Regions from separate parts of the Siniperca chuatsi genome. Here region 2 is linked to region 1. The links are chromatin contacts, called in public Hi-C maps. All regions are on one chromosome and are shown on one strand. Each heading gives the region's core, a stretch centred on a gene start, on an enhancer-like site or on the middle of the called end of the contact. The rest is flanking DNA. Distances are from core to core; before and after follow the strand shown. Region 1 overlaps fam13a (protein FAM13A). Region 2 overlaps fam13a (protein FAM13A).

Region 1 (3,196 bases), core at 280-2,779:
TGGAGGAGTCGTTCCTGCGAGGCTGTGATATTAGATCAATAGTTAAATCAATCTTAGCTTGATATTATGTAAGCCTAAATTTAGAAACCACCACTCCTCCAAGTGGGTGGGCAGCGGGTGAGGTCTGTTTAAAGTGCATGTGACTCACAGTCGTCTTATTCAGCTCCACTACATTGTACTGACCACCAACACGGATCTATTTCATATAAACATTAGCACCTGGTGTTCCTATGGGTATACCACACCTTGACAAAAATAAGGGTTGACTGTTCTCCTGTGCAGCCTTCTCCGTTTCTGTCTGTCTCAAATATATTGCTGTAGTTCTGGATAAGCTTGACCATGATCTTGTTACAGATATTTTGGTCCTTCATTGCTTCGAAACCAGGAGCCACACTGGAAGAGAGGGAGAAGAGACAAAAAATAAAAAATTAAAAGCAAACCGATGAGATTTCATCAAATTCTTTAAACATGACAGTAGCAGTTAGTCGACTTGATCAACAAAGCAGAATTCAGTTGCCCTAGTAAGTCTAAGGTCTGATGCTACTGAACAACTATGTGATATGTACACTTGGCTTTAGGGCTTAACTGTAGTACTAATTATATAACTTCAACACACACGCACAAGTACAGCTTCTGATGATGAGAACGGGTTGTACAGTATGACAGAGTATCCAGTACAGTTTCTTCTTCTCTATTCTGTCCAGTGAGACCTGATCTTTTACCTGGCAGGGTTTCCTAGCCTGAACACCCCAGTTTATTACTGGAGATGCTCACCAGTATGATTTGAATCTCACTGCCCAGTAAGCCAATCATAAATAGACTAGTGAGAACAGAGGTACTTAGCTCAGCAGCTGCAGGGAGGCACATGAAGCCACTGATGTTATTATTTATTTATGACAACATCATAGTAACACTTGAAAACACATTTAACATCAACCATTTCTTATATGTCATTTGACATTTATTTCAAAATTGTTCACTAGACTCAATTAGTGTTCTTAACCTATAGCATGTGACCTTTAAATTAATATAATGTCAGACTTTGAAGAGTCAAAAATCTGATTCCAGAGGTTCATGTAGATCAAAAGGTGCATTGACATCTTTTATTCATTTTTGAACCACCGATGAAATCAGTCAGTTCTTTTTCAATCAGTTAGTCAGAGCAGTATAAAGACGTGTCTGACAAAATGTAAAGAAGCTTATTAATGAGACATTTATGAGCAATGTAATGTAATTTAAGTATTACTAGCAGATTTCACACTCATGATTTTATCTTCTGTGGTGGCCAGTGCTATCCTGTATGCTGTTGCATGCTGGGGCAGCAGGCTGAGGGTAGCGGACGCTAACAGGCTCAACAAACTGATCCGTAAGGCCAGTGACATTGTGGGGGTGGAGCTGGACTCTCTGTCGGTGGTGTCAGAGAGGAGGATGCTGGCCAAACTACATACCATCTCGGACAGTGTCTCCCACCCGCTCCATGACGTGCTGGTCAAGCAAAGGAGCACCTTCAGCGAAGGTCTCATCCCCCCAAAATGCACCACAGAGCGCCACAGGAAGTCATTCCTGCCGGTGGCCATCAAACTCTTTAACTCCTCCCTCTAAGTGTCAGTCTGTATGACCTTAAGTCACTAAACTGGACATTGGATCATTAACATCGCTGCAGTACTTGAAATATTGTGCAATATTCTCTGTTTAATACTGCTGTGCAATATTCTCTGTTTTCAGTTTTAAATTCCCTATTTATTGATATTTATTCATGCTTCTATTACTGCTGTGCAATATCCACCGTCTAATAAACATCTTAATAAGCTACACTTAACTTGACAGTACTCATTATTGCACTATTACTTATTACTTATATTATTACATTGTATTATATCGTACATACTTATCAACCTCTAATCACACTTATTTTAGCTTTTATACTTACATCGACTTTGTACTTAATTTATCTACCTGTATTATATTTTGATTTGCTTGGTACTTCTAAACCTGTGTGCATTGACGTGATAGTGAGCAGCTGTAATGAAAGAGTTTCCCCTTGGGGATCAATAAAGTATTTCTGATTCTGATTCACTAAATAAGCTACAGCACCACCTGCTGGCCAAATATTTTGACAGAGACAGAGACTTCACAGCAGCCATGTGCTCAATATGTACTATAACTTTTATTTTAATACTTAATTTAATACTCAGATTCATTTGTGTTTTTAAGTATACATGTGTCTTCTTTTTTCTTTATTAACCTACTTAGATGTTCCCCCAATATTGGCTACACTGCAAAGCTAAAGATTTTCTCCCATTCTGAAAAGTCAAGACATATATTCTGTTTCAAGTAAAAACTTTTATTTGGTCTTTACAAATTTAGAAAAACAGCTGCAATGTCTGTGGAGTAAACTTGTCTTGTGGGTTATTATCTTACTCAATATGTACTGCATGTTGTAAGGGTGGAATCATTCTACCCATCCTGCTGCTCTGACACATGAGACCGATGTTTAATATCTGACTCACTAAACTGAAATAGGGGAAAGATGATCGAATCTGTCAGCTTCAGCTATCATGACTGTTTGTCTGCCTATTTTTTCCCCAGACTAAGGTTGTCTTACTCTGTTAGACTGCAACAAACAGGTTTTGTAAAGGTCACAGTGAACACACCAAACTTGCCAAAACTTTCAGGAATGTCAGTTATGTTCTTCAAGGATATGAACACATTGAAGTAGGTCTGTATAAAGGACTGCAAATTTTGATGAATTTGTTAGTTTAGTTAAGTCAAGTTGCCTCCTATACCCTTGAGTGTCAATCACCATCAACCAATGTGAGACTGAGGCATTAATTTAACCCTAACCCAGTTATTGGAAATGAGACTGTGAGTATGATAATAGTACAAGTACTGTATAAGGCGCTTACACTTTGACTGGTACACCTTTAGCATTTTAAAATGACTTTACTCTATGAATTTATGCAATAAGTTAGATATCTTACTGTTTTTACTACAATTATTATTGTTGTTGCTTCATCACATGCTGCAATCTCAAGCTTTCAGAATTCACAGCCCAAGACCATCCTTAAAGCTTTTATATCAACAATGGATCAAATGATTGTGTAACGTGAAAGGTGTCGCTTGTAGTGACCACCCCACAGAGAATTATCACCCGACTCCTCAGTTTCTCTTCAGCTCTATGGAGCATTTTAGTCTC
Region 2 (3,196 bases), core at 247-2,746, 37 kb before region 1:
ATCAAACAGGAAACAGTAGTGGTGGTGGCAGGAGTTAAGACCAACGTTTGCAGCAGAAAGGCGTCATGCAACATGCTTCAAAATGCCCTTTAACTGTAGGAATGCACCTGTTGGCGATGATTCCAGTGTACAGTTCAGCAATATGCTTGGCTTTCACTGCTCAACACAGAAACCTTCACCCACCTCCACTGTTTCGCAACGTCCTAACAAAACAATCACAGTCTCAGTGCATGGTGATTGTGCATGATTTCCTTTCTGCACTAACGGCAACACTGCATAAACACATTAATAACAAACTCAGAAGAGGTCTGACAACAAAAAGGGGGAGGGAGGGACATGTGAACAATGCAATGCTCGTGACTTTTTATGCATTAGAAATTACACTTGATAGGCCAGCATCAATAAATTAACCAGACATATTTCATTTAAATTTGATTAATAAAGGGAAAGATGCCATTGATTGCACATGCACAGACATCACCATCACTATTCCTGGAGTGACAGAGCAAAGGAGACTTTTTAAAATGGAGCACACGTCTCAGGATCGATAAACTCTTTGAATGCAAGCCAAGTTTCTACAGCCAGTTGACTGGTACACTGTTATCACCATTCAACCTCCCCCTTAATGATTGATTTTTGACTGAATTACAGCAGCAGCTGAGTCTGGAACTAATTCAGTGCTAGCGATTGCCAAGTACCTGATACATCCTGGTAAAACCCACTGTTTGCTCTTCAACCACAGGAGGAGCTCTAAACTTAGCTACACCTTCATATTTTCTACTGAGAGATTAATACAAGATTCAAGATCCTTATGTGGTCTAATTCACCAGCAACAAAACAACAAACTGTTTACAGTGCTGCCTTATCTTGCCAGCCAAGCAAACAAGCACGTCTCCAGTGAGTGTTTCTCCTCCAGATATAGGTGGCTAGAGAACTTAAGAGGATCTTTTTCAATTAAATCCAGGAGGAGAGGCAGAAGGAGCTGCATCGATAGGAGGTGGAGGAGGAGGAGGAAGAGAAGAGGCAGCAGAAGGTGTGCAGCTGCTACCCAGACACCCATGTGCAGAGCTGGGTGGAGGGCAGCAAGTGGGTTGTCTGGGTGTGTGTGTTTGTATGAAAAGATATATATTCCAGATAGTATTAGACCTATTTAGAAATTAGGTATTGCATGTAAGAGAAAAATCTAAGCATGAAAACAACAGTAGGATGGCCTATAGCCTCACCTCCCCAGTTGTTGTCTTCAGTCAGTGCTGTCAGGTCCAGCCGGGGCACGTCCTCATGGCTCGTCCTCTCACAGTCCGGGTCCGAGCCTCGCACATCTCCGCCGCCGACCCTCCCCGTGTCACAAGTGACGGGCGACTCCTGGATCTTCATCCTTAATGTCTGCACAACCATGAGCGAAAAGAAAAGAGCGCTCAACGACGATGACCAGCCTGTGAACACACTCTTTAAGTTGAGCCACACACTCCCTCAGACTGGCCCTGCCCTAACAGAGAGGGCTGTTCCCTGCTCGCGATTGGCTGCCTCAGAGCCCAAAACATCCGCCCATTTGTCTTTGGCTGTGTCTGAGAGAGCAGGAGGGAACTGGCTCCGCCTCATCTTTCACCCACTGGAATCCCTCACCCCTCCCCCTCTCCCTATCTTGTTTTCTCTCTACAGAAGTCCTCCTTGCTTTTTCTCCTGCCTGACATGCATATATTCCCCACCCTAACTCGGCTCTGGACTTGTTTGTTTCACAGCAGCAAGAACAGAAGGGAGGGGTGGATGGGTTGTTAGAGAGAGAAAGGGAGGGAAAGAAAAAGCAAGCAGATTGTGAGCCAGCACACGTAGGCTGACTGGATGTTTTTTTTTTCTCTCCCTATCTGTCTCTCTCTGTAGACAAACGACGAGATATTACATGCAAGCATTCTCCTCCAGCACCTCATTATTTCTTCTATTTCCTCCCATTGTTTAGCCATCATTCATCAGCTTCTCGTCTCTCTCCTTCTGTCTCAAACTTTCTCAAACTCCACTTTGCTTATCCACGATCAAAGCTGTGTAATCAAATTCTAGTATCATGTAAATAATTTGGGGAGACAACATACTCAGCTGGTCATGTATTTAGAACGTGTCCATTGCTCACTTAGCACTAAGCCCATGGGGTCCCATTTCCTCCGGGCGTGGGACCAAGCTATTTTTAGGGAAAACAGATCAAGGCAAACGGCTACTAGATCTCATAAATGCCACAGACGACTTACAGGAAGGGGTGCACTTGAATATGGTTACAACAGCCCTTGTTTTTTTTTTTTGTTAATGACACTAAGTTGTTGTCGTTGTTGCCTGGTTCATGAGAGATTACGGTACAACAGCATAATTAGTCTAAGGTGTTCAGCTGTTACACGCACAATAACTTTGATGTGATATGAATCACGTAGGATACAAAGTGGTATTAGTGCCCGGAGAACGTGCAGGCTGTGAGCGACTAATAGCAGAAATTTCCCCTAAGTAGCACTTACCGTCACTGTTTAAGTACATACTTTATCAGCTCACTCAATCAACATTCAAGGTCCCCTTATCACAGATCCTCTAAATAACATTCAGAGCAATGACATGCTCAGTTGTATCAGCTTCTAGACCCAATGTGCACACAAACAAATCACCAGTCAAAGAAACAAACACAGAAGTAATACTTCAAACTGAAGTACACAAAATTCAGAGTAATTATGAGAGCACAAATAAGGAACAAATCAGGAACTAACAAAGGTCTAGTGTGTCTGTGTGAGCAAACAATATGACATATGGATGTGAATATTAATAAATGTTCTCTGAATATGATTTTTAGACTGTTTTTTTTTTTTTTTTTTTAGAAATCTGTCTCTGTGGTTGTTGTCATTCAAGAACTAATAGTGTACACCAGCAAACACTCAGTGGCTACTGGTCAGTTAAGTAGGATCATGCTTTGCTTTCCTTGAGGAGAAACAAAAGTATTTAAAGCTGCAAGCAGCGATGAACCAGCCCTCGTACCTCCTGCGTGTCGAGGTGAGCCGCAGGTCGTGTTGCCGGAGGTCGGCCAACGGGGCTCTGAATTTTCATGTGTTTTGGGCGCTGCATAAAGGAGTTGAATGCCACTTACTGTTTCCACTATATGGCGCAAGAGAACACCATGGAGAACACCCACTAATTATACGTTACGTTCCAGTAAAGTCTAACGTATACC

Evidence for each region. A called contact is a pair of places that touch in the nucleus more often than the background predicts.
Region 2: a contact with region 1 is called in a Hi-C map of skeletal muscle, with 6 times the contacts expected there. The contact joins two enhancer-like sites. A contact is called at or near these places in 2 of 3 Hi-C or Micro-C datasets (skeletal muscle and an unstated tissue).

The regions. Positions count from the first base shown.
Region 1 is chrLG3:12,009,909-12,013,104 of ASM2008510v1, reverse strand. fam13a (protein FAM13A) reads right to left here. Exons shown (of 24, transcript XM_044190835.1): 5 at 246-393. Among protein-coding and RNA genes, the nearest start is that of fam13a, 15 kb to the right of the region's middle. Within about 2 kb of position 1,529, the one cell type or tissue checked has an H3K27ac peak away from gene starts, as active enhancers do.
Region 2 is chrLG3:12,047,046-12,050,241 of ASM2008510v1, reverse strand. fam13a (protein FAM13A) reads right to left here. Exons shown (of 24, transcript XM_044190835.1): 15 at 1,224-1,383. Among protein-coding and RNA genes, the nearest start is that of herc3, 48 kb to the left of the region's middle. Within about 2 kb of position 1,496, the one cell type or tissue checked has an H3K27ac peak away from gene starts, as active enhancers do.